Linked DNA regions of Acanthopagrus latus: region 1 is linked to region 2. Evidence: chromatin contacts called from public Hi-C data. All regions are on one chromosome and are shown on one strand. The core of a region is the stretch at or near the end of the contact, and the rest is flanking DNA. Distances in the headings are between cores, read along the strand shown. Region 1 holds the start of LOC119004739 (AT-rich interactive domain-containing protein 1B-like). Region 2 holds the start of lgals8b (galectin-8).

Region 1 (7,360 bases), core at 118-2,617, 250 kb after region 2:
GGGGACGTCAGCAGTTGGTTGAGGGTCGGGGTGGCCCCTGACGGCTGCTGCTGCTGCTGCTGCTGCTGCTGAGTCTGTCCTGGGAACCTCTGAAAGCCACCCTGAGCAGCCCCCAGGGGAGGCTTGCCGTGGCTCGTGGAGGAGTTGCTGCCCATCATCATGTTACCAGGCTGCCGGCATCCAGAGGGGCCCATCATCCCGTAGGCCCCTCCGCCGTAGCCCGCCCGGTACGCCGCCGGGTACTGATTGTACTGGCTGTTGTGGTACCCTGCTTCGTGGGAGTTCTCCATGCTGTTATGTGCCGAGGAGTGCGTTATCCCCATCCCACTGCTTTGTTGCTGCTGTCCGCCATGTTGCTCATAGCAGGGCCTCGGAGTGTAATAGTTGTTATTAAACTCAGAGTTGTTGCTTGTTGGCCCCAAGTTGGTGTGTTCATACCTGGTACCCATCATCCTCTCCGCGGGTTTACAGGTGAGCTCCCCCTCACCTTTCCCTGGCATGTGCTGCTGCTGTGGCTCCCCCTGGCCCCCCAACAGGTTCTCCTTGCCGCCGTGGTGTTGGTGATCCATGCCCCTGTCCCCACGGGGCCCCTGGCCGTTGTTATTGGCGGTGTTGTTACTTTGAATCTGTCGCTGCTGATGTGGCGCAAATTGGCCGAACTGCGGCGGCGGCGGCTGCTGCTGCTGCGGCGGCTGAGACTGAGGGGGATCTCCGCTGCTCCCCACACATTTCAGCTTGTGGTTCGCGATCAAACTCGTCTCCATCGAGGAAGTGGTTGAATTAGTCGGAGCCGGGGCGGACGCAAGGTTATTCCCATCCTTGTCGTGGCCGTCCGGAGCACTGTGAGTCGTGGAAGTTGAATGAACCATGTTGAGCTCGTTTCGGCGGTGATGGTCTACATTATTCAGAGTCCCATCTCCGGCACTCAGCATCGGTCCAGTCCGCTGTACGGTCCCTCCTCCTCCTCCTCCTCCTCCGCCTCCTCCTCCGGATTTCCCCGAATTGAGCTCCGGACCCAAACCGCTGGATAATTTCTTATTTTTGTTATTAGTTCTGGTCGGAGCCGATGCAACTTGCGCGGCCATGGTCACTCCAACATCTCAGCGCGCGGCGACAGCAAGCCCCGACCAGCCTTGCGCGCAGAAAATAACACAAGAGGGGGAAGAAAAACACAAGCTGGGAGGTGAAAAATGTGTTCAGTGGAAAAGCGAGCTCTGTTGTAGCGCTGGTTGCTGCTGTGGCGGTGGTGGAGCGGTGCGTCAGTGAGGCTTCATGTTGAAAGTTTCTCTGCCAGGTTTAAACCAAACTTTTTCTCTTCCCCCCTCCGCCTCTCCTCCATCCCGGTTCTCGGTAATATGTAGCAGCGTCTCCCGGAGCCCTTGTGGCCCAGCATGGCATGAGAGAGAGCGGGCTCTACCAGCTTATCCACCTCCAGGGCTCCGGCGCGCCTCACATGGAAAATCCGGACTGGAGTAGTGAGCCATTACGCGCGCTGCATCTAGATTTTTCGGTGTTTTGCGGTGTTTTACCGGTTGATTTTAGAAAAAAAACAATGAGACCCTGGTGTGGCAGCATTTGGACATGTCACACAATGTCTTACTGTCGTTATAACATCTGGATTTATTTGAATAATTGCGCCTCAGAGGCTGAAGGGATGACTCCCCTTCCTTGGGACTGAAGTGCATGATATTCTTAAACAAACAATAACCGTATTTGCAAATTACGCACAGACAGTCCTCCCCCGCTCCACGCGGACCCTTCAAATAAACACACCGGCAGATGTTAAGTTTGCCCGAGCGAGTTGGTACGCATTTATCCAGATCTGATTTTCCCTCTCCCCACCCCTTCTCTGTCCCTCGGCTCAAGCCAGTTCTCTCTGCAGCTCTGACAGGAGTCGGACACGCAACCACAAGCTGTGCGCAATAATGTTGCCATCGGAATAAGAATGTAATCGCACTTTATAGAGGCTATAATGTTGCAATACGTGAACGTCGGAGTTCATCCCCCCACGCGCTCCTATCACTTCTTTTTTTTCAGCCGCGAGAAGGAGTAATGTTGCCCTTCAACAAAAGAGGCACAGCAATCGCGTAATGAGAGGGGGAAACCGTGGAAATATCACAAACTATAAACTCTCTAATATTCTACAGGGCCATTCGGTGGGATGGCAGATAAGAAAAATTGCCATTCAATAAGATTAGGTCACCATAAACTCGTTGTAAGTCTCCACTGGAATGTAATATGAATATTATGAATATTAAAGGCGTTCTTCATTAGGGTCTTATTTGAATAAAAGTCTACATTCTTTAATTCCCTTCATTTGATTTACTTTATCAGAGACTAACCTGTCTGAAATGATAATGAAATTTAAAAAGAAAAAAAAAGAAAAAAGAAAAAAAAAAACGCATCAACCCCAGGCTGCAGTGTAGGACCACACAAAAACCAAAGTCTACAAGATATGCTATCCCATCAGTGGTATTCAAACATGAATGCAAAATAGTGCTTAGTAAAGAAGCTGGGGTGTCTGTTGGGACTTGAATGAGCAGAGGGTCCGCTTTGATGAGATCAGATGCATTTGATCAACAGAGGGAGCTGCGGATGAAAGAGGGGTGGAGGGGGAGAGGGAGGGGGGAGGGAGAGAGGGAGGAAGAGAAGGGGTGGGTGGGGAGGGAGAGAGAGAGAGAGAGAGAGAGAGAGAGAGAGAGAGAGATTTGGGGATGAGAGTTGTGCCGAGGATGGCCATGATAATGATGATGACTGGTGGTGGTGGTGGGAACAAATGTGTTGTTGATGATGATGATGATGATGATGATGATGATGAGTGAAGATGCCAGTGGTGGAGGTGACGATAACCAAATATAATGGCGATCTCTGCAGAGGCGGGGATGGCGATGTATAGGCGAAAGCTAATTGTTGCTTTAATTCACACATTCACCCTGCCTTATACTTGTAGGTGTGGAGTCTGAGTGTATGGTGTATTTCACTGTGAAGCCATGTCCATGACAATGGGAAGACCCCTGCTGGAGATACAGTGTTAGTACAAGAGAGAGGAGAAATCAAGAGTTTAAAACACCTTGTGCTCCAGTGGAAAAATATTATATACGATGCATTCTGTGAAACTACTCGTGTAGGATGGGAAAAAAATCATATCATCACATGACAGCAAGAGGCTTAATCCCACTTTTCCAAATGGAAGCTCGCTCATTGGAGACAAATAAAAGCCGGTGACATCCCTAGAAACCTTTCCCAGCCGTTTGCCTTTATGAGCCCATATGGCAGAGAATAAAAAGCTATAACGTTGTTATGGTCCAACTACAGAGTCTCAATGGTGTTCACCACTCAGTATACTCAGGGCCAGCCTATAGCATCAACAGGACCAGATGGCTATTTATCTATAGGACACCCTGAGAAGACATCACATTTACATCCTGTGAGAGAGGGGCGAGTGTGTAGGTGACGGGCTGCTGCTGGTGTGTGTACTGTCTGGACAAATGCCCTTAAACGATGGAGCGTATCTTTACGTCCGGGGCTTCGTCACTGCACCTTTTCTGATTAGAACAAGCCTCATCCACACCCTTCCTGCTCTCTGTACTTTGTGCACATGACGATTCTGGCTCCCATCAGTGTCCCAGATCAAAGCCTCGGCTCTGATCTCATCTAGAGCAACACTAGGGCTGACAGTGAGGGGACCTGGAGCATTAGCATATTCTATGATGGCGCCCGGCTTTTCAAGCCGTTGCCTCGGCTGCAGCTCTGGGTGTGCGCGCTGTGGCTTTGCAACTCTAATTTCCCTCTCTCGCTCATTAAAAAAAGCCCACTGTTCTCCTATTAATTCGCAGACACACTGATCTGTTTGAATGGCGAGGATGGGTGTGTGTGTGTGTGTGTGTGTGTGTGTGTGCGGGAGGAGGGAGGTGGAGGAGGGCAATGGCTCAGCGCATTTGCATTTATGTTTAATTTATAACCTTCAGGGGCCCCCTGATGCAGCAAGATTGAAACAATAACTCCAGACAAACACGGGGAAGAGAGGAGGAGGAGCCGGAGGAGGGTGGATGGAATTAAAAATATACAGATCTGGGATGGTATGTGCTTTGCATATGTGTGCAAGAGTGTGGGGATGATGTTACTGTGTGTACACCGGTGTGCGTGCATTTTCTTTTTTTTTGTGGGGGTATTCATTCGTGCGTCTTCATCAAGGTGTGTCTTAAGCTCCCACACACAAACACAAACACACTCACACACACACACACACACACACTCTGGCAGAGAGGCAGAGGTCTCCTTTCCGCGGGGGGATAACATGCCACGGTGAGTGTCTGTCAGGAAGAGAGCTGGAGTCTGTTTCGAGGGAGTCTGCAGGGATCTCCCCCTAGCAGCACAGCACAGAACAGCACAGAACAGCACAGCAGACAGCGGCAGCAGCAGCAGCAGCAGCAGCAGCACAAGCCTGGCCAAGCACAGAAAGTGGGTCAGCCCAAAACACACACATGCACACACTCAGATATACACACACACACACACACACACATACACACAGAGCTCAGACGGATGCAGCCCCAGTGTCACACTGTGGGTGTGTTTGAAAGAAAAAGAGAGGAAGAGCATGTGGAGTGAGAGCGAGGGTTTGTGTACGTGAGAGAGAGCATGGTGGTACATTTTGCATTAGTGATGTTGAGGGGTGGTGGTGGTTGGGGGGGGGTTCTTGTTTAAGATGAAGGGTGGATGGCTCAGGAGGAGAAGAAGGGGGTGTAGCTCAGACTAAAAAGCAAGCCAGCCATTGTGAGCACACCCTATGGAAGTGCATCAAATTGATCCATAGTCTTTTCATTTCAGGCTTGGGTAAATAACAGCATTTGCATTGATCAGTCTGCAAAAAACCAGGCAACGATGGGCTTCGGGATGTGTGCGGTGTGTGCGCGCGGTCCGGGCACCCGCGTGTTTGTGTGGCTGCTAACAAAACACATCTCTTATTCCTTTCTGCTCCTTGCGGAGTCGAGGGGGCCTCACCAGAGCCCTACAAACGGCTATGATGGATAAAATGTTTTCAACAACACTTGAGAGGAGTGGATGCTATTGTGTCCGCCTGTACGCCGAAAACACGGCATCACAGAATTCCCAGGACGCCGCATGCTCTATTTATGTGTTATGAAAAAACATGACTCAAAAGAAAAAAAAAAAAAAAAAAAAATGGAAAAACAGCCCATGCTCTACTTTTACTGTCAGCTATCATGTGAAGTGTGAAGAGGAGGAAGAGGATGAGAGCGAGATGCAGACGGGGAGAGAGGCGAGCAGGGGAGAGTGATTTTCTTCATCCACAGATCCCATCCTGATGGTGACAGGGGACTGGGCTCTTAGAAACACCCCCCCACCCCCCTCCTCCCCTCCCATCCCATACCTCCATCCCCTCCGCCCCCATCTGATGCCTGTCACTGCTCCTCTCCTTCCCCTCCCTCCCTCCTCCTGACTGGAGGAGTGTGTGAAGTGTCCCCCGAGAGGCACAGACTCAAAGACGGTATTTACAAGATCCACACTGAGCCCACTTTTAACTGCCTGTGAAGAACTTCTCCCGCCGCCTTTGATGTGCAAACCTAATGGGGAAGAGCTCGCCGGCAGTCATTGCATATGTTAGCGCGGCAACGCGAGCTAATCCGCTAGCATTGCAAGGTAGACTTCATGCTGCTCGTGGTGAGCGAGACACTTCAAATGCTGTAACGGCTCCGGTGCATCGCTGCCCTTGGAGAGAAGTCCCCATTGGCGAACGGGCGCTGATGTGATGCGTCAACTTTTATAACAAATTAGTGGCACCGGCAGCAAAAGATGAACACTTTTGCTCATTCTGTGGTGGACTTAGCATATTCATGAGTTGATGAGGAGTGTTGATGTGATCATCAAGACTTCACTAAAAAACTCCATGTGATGTGCAAAATGTAAAACCAGCTCACAGTCGTGCACATCAGCAGATCCTACACCCGTTCTTTACTGGGATTTCATATTTTAAAGTGGGTGCAATAAATCAGAGAGCTTTTTGATTCTCCTGCCACTTGACATTTCTACCCAGATGGGATGACTAACATCAACAAAGGAGTCAGCAGAGCGAGCTCTCCCACGTTGAAAAAAGAAGAAGAAAAAAAAAATAAGCGTCACAGCCTTGTAAGTCTTTTTAAAGCTGTTTTTTCTTTGTTCGGCTTCTCTGATATATGGATCTCGAGGAAGAGAGACTGATGCAGCAAAGCAACTGGCGCCCCCTGCCTTCTGTCAAGTGAAGGTCAAAGGTCAGGCAGCACATTCGGAGGCTCATTTGCTCAGTTACCCACGCACAATGCGCTGGGGTGAGACGCTGACGCCCATCCGACTGAGCTTTATCCCTTAACAACGGCGCAGAGAGGGAAGGCTTCCATAAAAAACAGAGGCATTTGGAACGATTTTGAATTAGGCTAATTAGGTTTGTGTTTTGTTTGTTGTTCAGGAGGCATGATCAAAGTGATATTTCACCAATTTGTGTCAGCTCCGGAGGAGAGGAGGAAGAGTTTGGAGAATGCTGCCTATTAATCTCCTCAGGTTCGGTGCGCTGTGCGTTGGGGATGGTAATCAAAACAAGAAAATTATGAATAATGAAAAGTGTTGATCAGAAATGAAACAAAACAGCAGATTTGTGCTTTATTAGTGGCTTATTAGTAACAGGATTGGAGTCATTGTGGTTTGTTTTGTTTTTTTCCTGTTTTCCAGCTCCTTAAAGGGGGGGGGGGGCTTTCAGTGCATGCTCAATCCTCCCTGCTCAGCCCGAGTGGAAGAGGGAAAATCAAAGGGATGTGGATGGCTTGACCCAGGAGCTCAGAGTCTGAGAGCAACTGGCTGTTTTGATCTTATCTAATATTTATGAATAACTTCCTTGATATTTCCTTCGCTCCATGAAGCCGTCCGCTTTTACAGTGTTACACAATGATGTCTTAGAGGGGCGATGACGGAGATCAAACGGGGCCCGGGCTCAGAATACAGAGCGCGCTCTCTCTCTCTCCGTAGCCTGGGAGGAAACTCAGCGGCAAGCTATCTAACGCTGTGTGATTGAAATACAAGCTCCACTAGGCTGTGGCGTGCAGTGTGATGATATTTGTATTTGTGTCAAAGGGATACGGGCGCAGAAAAAGCAAAACACTGTCACCCTCTCAGCATAAAGACGTGTGTGTCTGTGTCCCCGCTTATGATTGCATCCCATGCTTCTCTGGCTGTATATATGTGGGTTTTCTGCAATGGAGATGATTCCACAGTCTGCCTTTTCTTTTTTTCTTTCCTTTTTTTTTTTTTTTTTTTTTTTTACAGATCCACCCGCCACAGAACTATTCAAGGCTGTTTGGATCAGTAAATG
Region 2 (7,005 bases), core at 207-2,706:
GCTTAGCAGACACTTTTGTCCGAAGTGACTGATGGCAGTGGCTGCCACACAAGATGCCGACCAGCACATAAGGAGCAGGTTGGGGTGAAGTATTACCAAGGACACTGCAACATGCACACCAGGGGAATCAAACCAGCGACCTTCCGATAACAAGACCCTGGCTCCACCCCTGAGCCACAATATTTAGAATATTTTTGAGGTAATAATACTAACTCAGATATATCCATTTTCCCCCATAACTGAGCAAACAAGCATTTCTCAGAGGAAAATAAGGTCCCCAGAACACTGTTTGAAGCTCAAGAGGTGGCAGGGTGTGCCAAATGGACAAAGTATGTTTAGGAATCCAAAAACAAACAGTAAATGAAGTCCTTTACCTACTGATTAAAATCTGTTATAAAAACACTAAGTGTCATAATGGGCTCCAAAGTTTTTAAGGAGTAGCTGAGTGCCATCCTGCCCTCATTTACTGTCACTTTTATTAGATACCATGTTTTGATCTTCAGACTTTGGAACAATTACATGATGAATGTTTGACAATACAAAAAAACCCAAAACAAATACAGGTGTGAAGCCGACTAAAGTAGTCCTGAAGCTGAAGGGTCCCCTGTGTCTCATTTTCTGAGGTTGATGGTCGCAACTTACAGCCCTTCAACTTTTTAAAATTATAGTTTCTCAGTACAATGAGGACTGGATGTGACTCGGTTAATCTTAGGAAAAAAGGAAAAACACATTGCATTACACTCCACACATGACTCCCTTTTAAATCATTGCTCCAGTAGTGATCATTTCACAAGGTAAGCTTATAAACCAACCATTACAACATCTGTCCTGTATGATGTTTACCTGCTGACTGCAAGACAGCCACAGCACTTCCTGCTGCCACTCCTCCTCCGTTAGCCACGGCAGCAGCAGACATCATTTTAGCAGCCACGGAACCCGCCGCTACTCCAGCTGAAGTAAAGCCTGCAAACCCCAGAGCAGCAGGAGCCGCAAACAGGGCAGCTACTGCACATGGACGAGAACACGGCAGAGGAAACATTTACGTTCGCAGTTGCTGGATTAAAATGCGTCACAATGCTTGACAAAGGGCCTTACCTGCTCCAACTCCTGCTCCGATAGCGGCAGCTGACACTGAAACACAGGATGGACAACTGAAATCAACATTTATAGCTAATAACTGGTTTAACATTTACAACATTTGCTAAGGTTATTGTTTATGTATTGTTATAAGGGAAACACATCAGTAAATGTGGCAATGTCGTCAAAGGGAACAGCAATACTGACCAGGGCCCATTTCTTGTGATTTGACAAAGCAGTGTACACAGCCTGTTTCTCCGGAAAATCGAAACTGTTTAGGCTATTTGTAGCGTCTCGCAGACTTGACGTGATGACGGTGAACACGTCACTGTGTTGGGCCGTTTCCGCAGTACGTTAGCGCGTCGGCCATATTGGATGTGGCAGGTCTGTCCCGTGAACTACAAGTCAATGGAGTGAACTTCTATAAAGCGCCCTTATACAAAGTGCTATAAGTTAATGCCTCGCATTTACCCATTTACGCACGTACGAATATATTTGGGAAACAGACAGGTACCAAAACACAACGTATGTAACGCTTTCTGATGACGTTGTAAACGTTAACTGCTCCTTATAGGTTTAGTATGAAGGCACCAAACCCACGTATGCATTTTTCTAATGTTTTTATGTTTACAGCTGCCAGTGCATGTAACGCTGGCAGTTGTGGTGGTAAATGACAGTTGGATATTTAATCTGTGTCTATAATAACTGGATCCTGACACGTAAATGTGATATCTGTCTACCATACTGCCAACTTGTTTGATTTAATTTAACTTTAAATATGGACAACTGACTGCATAATATATGAATCAGAATCAGAAATATTTTAAGGGAAATTGCTTGCGTTACAGCTGCTCCCATTCAAAGTTCAAAGATTATGTATTTTATGATGTTCTGTCATGGAGTTTATCACTTCACTGCTAAAAGAAAAGAAAGCAGTCTCACTGCCAGCTGCAATTTCTTATCTTGATTTGCAGACTTTGTTAATTTTGGTCAAAACTGTAGCTGCCGCTAAATTGATCAAAATCACTGTATTTAAAAAAAAAAAACAAGATAAAAATTGGTTACATATAAACATTGTAACTGATTAATCTTTTTTTTAAATTTATTTATTTATACAGTGATTTTGATCATTTCACCTGCAGCCACAGTTATGACCAGTGGTATCCTGGCCCTCGCAGGAAGCAGCTTAGGTACAAACACCTTCTCTGCCTACGACTCTGAAATCATACTGCATGCACGATGTGACTCTCCCCTTTAAATGTTGTCCTTCTTTCCTCACCCATCCATCCATCCATCCATCCTCATTCTTCCATCCATTCATCCATGTCCATATGTCAGCCTGTCCATTTGTCCATCCATCCCTGTCTGTCCATCTTTCCCCATCCATCTGGATGGACATAGGGGCAGTGCTTGTTCATAGGGCAGTGTTGTTAGGTTGTACCCCTCAACCTGCCTTAGTCCACCTCTTGTCTCATACATGATAATAGCAATAAAAAACCACAACTAAATACACACATTTGTTGTACATACATGAAGTACATTCCAGTACATACATTTGTAAAATATTTCAAATAAACTGCTATCACATTGTCACTATGGGGTGTTGTTTGTAGAAGTTTTGAGGAAAATAATGAATTTAATCCATTTTGGAATAAGGCTGCAACATCATAAAATGTGGAACCAAGTGAAGTGCTGTGAATGTTTCCCTGTACATTAAATCAAGTTCAGTCAAGTTATTTTTTATTAGCTCCTGCTGCTCACACAGAGGTTTAACAACATGCATCAGTTAACCTGAAATCCGTCAGAGAAAGTGGGCCTCTGCTGCTCTGCTGCCGCTCGGCGTGCAGCGGGACTGATCACGTGGGTAGGGGCTTGCGCATGCGCGGTGTCGGCGGTGCTGCTTATGGAGAGAAGATGCCCACTGCCATCATCCCCGCGTAGTGCAGGAGAGCTGCGAACCGGTCATATTTACCGCAGACACCACACACTCCGCTGCATGTTGTGGTCCGACACAGGAAGCCTGATGTCTGTGGCAAATGCGAAACACACTGTCCTGAATCCGGTAAGAGGCGTATTATTATCACCGTCATCACCACCACCATCATTATTATCATTATTATTATCATCATCAGGATTAGTGTTTTTATCATGCCATGATCAACAGCCCCTAATGCAGCTGCTAAACTGTGCGCCAGTCGCCTGTGTTCTCAGCAGGTGCCTTTCAAAACGGGCAGCGCAAAGGACGCGGAGCAGCTACCAGACGGTCACTGTGTGTTCCAGTTAATCCACTGAATCACGTTCAGTCTTCAAGTGTCTGTGTCTCCAGCTGCTGTCAGCTGCAGGTGAGCAGCGCTCCTAACGCCGAACTCTCTCCCCCTCAGGTGATCCCGTACACGGGGCCCATACCTGGAGGCCTGCACCCTGGGGAGATCATCATCATCCAGGGCACGGTGCCGCCAGATGCTGACAGGTAGGATGGAGCGATACAAGAGAAATGTACTGAAGAGGCTTCAGGTGTCAGGTGTGATGATTAAAGCCATCAACCAGAACGTCATTTTGTGTCTGGGCGAGAGGTTCCTAAACTTTTTTTAACTGCACAACACACGGACACCTGCTAAAATCACCTCATGGATTTCTTTAAATAAACAGAAGAAGGTTAAGTCTCTCCAAAGGTATCATTTAGTAGATACTGCACTACTTAAAGTGTCCCTTCAGTGTATGTAGGTATTTTTATGATATTTCTTATTTTCTGAGTCCTTTCCTGACATTGCCAATGAGCCACGCTCCTCCCCGAATATTTCTTCTGATCAGCAACTTAATTTTGTGCTCAAAGTTGCAAAATGTAATCTGTTGCTGATATGGGATCATGACGTGTGACTACAGTAGAGTTATATATCCATATATTAAACTGTATCTTCACATAGCAGATAGTCGCTTTGCTGCCATATTCATGTACAACATCTCAAATGTTTAACATTTAGAGGAATTTATGAGACGTCAGCTATGAGATCAGCTGGAACCATTTCAGCTCAGCTGTGACTTGGCAGTGTAAATACTTCTTGTCCTCTGGCTGAAGGACTTAAAAAACCCCAGAGATCATCCACTAGCACTACACCACATCATGTCTGTATTAAAGGGTTAGAGGGCCCCCCGGGGGGCTACGGCTGCAACAGTACGAGACCTTTACTCCATGGTAAATGTCTCCGAAAATATCAAAGTTTCAGCGGATAAGGTGCTACACAACTATTAAAATCATTATTCTAATTTACAGTGAGCCTTAATGGACGGGAAAGTGCAGAGTTTGTTGGCTGAACAGACACTTTATTATTCAGTTCAATTCAAAAAACTTTATTTGTCTCCTGGGGGCAGTTTAAGGCACGTGGAGTAGTTGTACACAGACACTAAACAAGTAAGCACGTTAAAACAAGTCAGTACTTGGAAAAGATAAATACAAATCAAATAAAAAAGACTAAATAAACTAAACAAGATATTTACAGTATTTACATTATCATTTTGTAAGATGTTTTGTCCTGACAGACATGAACCCTGGTATAAATTTGGGATATTTTACGGTAGAATTCAGTGTTGTTAGCAAATGTACACAGTATGAAAATCTTCAACTTTCACACCACTGTAGAGTTTTAAAACAGTATTTAGCTGCAGTCTTTGCCAGGGTGAGAACAGCTTTTTAGATGTGAAATTCTAAGCACTCTCAAGGTACCTGAACAGAAGAATGTCCAGACTCCTGAAGCTGTTACCATCATCATCATCATCATCATTATCATCATTATCATCACCTATTGAACCACACCATCAACTGATGTAAACCCTGTTTTGACATTTGTGGCAGATTGGTTATACTCAACATAATCCCCAGCAGTTTTACAAAATGTTGCTTTAAGATGATCTATTTTTTTTGGCATGAAGGGAAATATTCAATTGGACGTAGAAAAGCAAGACAAATGTTGTCAGATGTTTTTGCATAACTTAAAAACTTATTTGTTTCCTCCTATTTTTGGTTGAACAAACAAACAAAAGTGATACATTTTGACATAGGGCCTGTATAATAGAGCCTTTGCTGATTGGGTACCCAAGAGGTGCAAACTCCCAAATCCTTCAACATGAAGTGAAGCCCCGGGCCCGGTTAATAAATCAGCCCCTGTGTGCACCCTTCTCTGCAGATTTCAGATGGACCTGTCGAGCGGCTGCAGCACCAAGCCGCGCTCTGACGTCGCCCTCCACTTCAGCCCTCGCTTCAAAGGCCCGCCCTGTGTGGTGTGTAACTCCCTGCTGCAGGAGAGCTGGGGCAAAGAGGAAACGCTCCACCAGCTGCCCTACAAACGCGGGGCCCCCTTCGAGACCATCGTCCTGGTGCACGACGACGTCTTCAAGGTCAGCGGACCTGCGCTGTCGGGGGGCGAAGGCGTTGATAAGCCCGGGTTAAACGATACATGCAACGCAGTGGTTTGATTCATAGAAAAGCAGGGATCTTAAAAATACCCGTCTTCGCCCACAGGTGGCAGTAAACGGCGCCCACCTGCTGGAATTCAAGCACAAAATCCCACTGAACAGGGTCGACACATTTTCTATATCTGGGAATGTCAGGGTGCACGCTATCGGCTACATCCCAAACTCAGTGAGTATCCTCCCATCAGCTGTTTGTCCTCATGGGACAGACCTCTGGTCAGATGTGTGTTTGTTTTAGAAACATGTCCAATTACTAACTTTCAAATGTGTCTTTTTTTTCTCTCTCTTTAGGCAATATATTCAGAATCAGGTGACCTGGTGAGTATTTTCCTTCTTGCATCATGTGATCTTGTGATGCCACTAAAATGGGATCGCATCTCCTAAATGATTCCTTTGTGTGCTGCGCTGCAGGCCGTTTACTTGAAACTATTTAAGGCCTGTTCTGGTTGCTTTGTGTCAAACATCATGGTCGTTAAAGTAATATATGAGATCTTGGAACAGGGCGGCATCGCTACAACAGGCAGTGGAAGAAATATGAAGTCAAATTGAAAGTGAAAGCATCTGAAACGATGGTCAGAATCTGACTAGACCCGTTTCCTGCCCTTTATGACTCCTCGTAGTGATGACACTGCAATCCCAGGACCTCAGCAGTTAACTTGGTATCGGCCCTGAAAAAGTACTGTATACACACGCTCATGCAGACAGTATCACACCGATATCACCGATGTTTTACTTATCGAGTCGAAGTTTATTGTCACTTAAAAGTAGATGATGAAGAGAGCCTGATTTAGAGCTGCATTCTAAGCCGATTATTTGCTCGGAAAAAAAATTTAACTGTCAACTTTTTTGCCAAAACGCTAAACATTTGCTGGGTCCAGCCCCTCAAATGTGAGTTAATGCTTTTCTCAATCATTGATGATGGCAAGCTCAACATCTTCATGTTGTCGACTGTCGTTGTTGTGGACAAATGATTTAAGAGACGTTCCTGCGGGTTTTTGGAAATTATATCGGGTATTTTTCACCCTGAGTTTATAGACCAAATATATACTCGACAATAATAAGCTGTAGATCAACTCATAATGAATATATTCATCTTTTTGTTCTTGATTCTCCTTCCAGAGCCTCCCTTACAAAGGCAGCATACTCAAAGGACTGAGCCCCGGACAGCACATCACAATCAAAGGGCAGGTCAGCGTGTATCCTCACAGGTAACGTGAAAAACTGATGAAGCCTGTCTTGTCCTGACCAGCAAAAACAATCTGATGTGTATGATTTGCGTGAACTAGTGAAAATGAGACTTCCCTCTGGTTATGCTTTTAATGACTTGCCTTATATGTTTCTCCCAGTTTCACAGTGAACCTCCGCAACAGCAGGACTGAGAACATCGCTCTCCATCTGAACCCCCGCATGAAGTCAGGTGTGTTCACCAGGAACTCGTACCTGAGTGAGTCCTGGGGTCAG

The links. Hi-C and Micro-C count contacts between places; a contact is called where the count stands out from the background.
Region 1: a contact with region 2 is called in a Hi-C map of muscle, with 5 times the contacts expected there. The contact joins the promoter of LOC119004739 here to the promoter of lgals8b in region 2. A contact is called at or near these places in 2 of 4 Hi-C or Micro-C datasets (both in muscle).

Annotation. Positions count from the first base shown.
Region 1 is chr16:16,239,571-16,246,930 of fAcaLat1.1, forward strand. It overlaps LOC119004739 (AT-rich interactive domain-containing protein 1B-like), which reads right to left and starts at 1,368. Exons shown (of 21, transcript XM_037071920.1): 1 at 1-1,368. The coding sequence starts at 1,085.
Region 2 is chr16:15,989,334-15,996,338 of fAcaLat1.1, forward strand. It overlaps lgals8b (galectin-8), which reads left to right and starts at 1,457. Exons shown (of 8, transcript XM_037071952.1): 1 at 1,457-1,587; 2 at 3,459-3,547; 3 at 5,259-5,469; 4 at 5,594-5,713; 5 at 5,836-5,862; 6 at 6,664-6,752; 7 at 6,891-7,005. The coding sequence starts at 1,534. It overlaps LOC119004761 (interferon alpha-inducible protein 27-like protein 2A), which reads right to left and starts at 1,390. Exons shown (of 4, transcript XM_037071958.1): 1 at 1,285-1,390; 2 at 1,096-1,131; 3 at 844-1,005. The coding sequence starts at 1,294.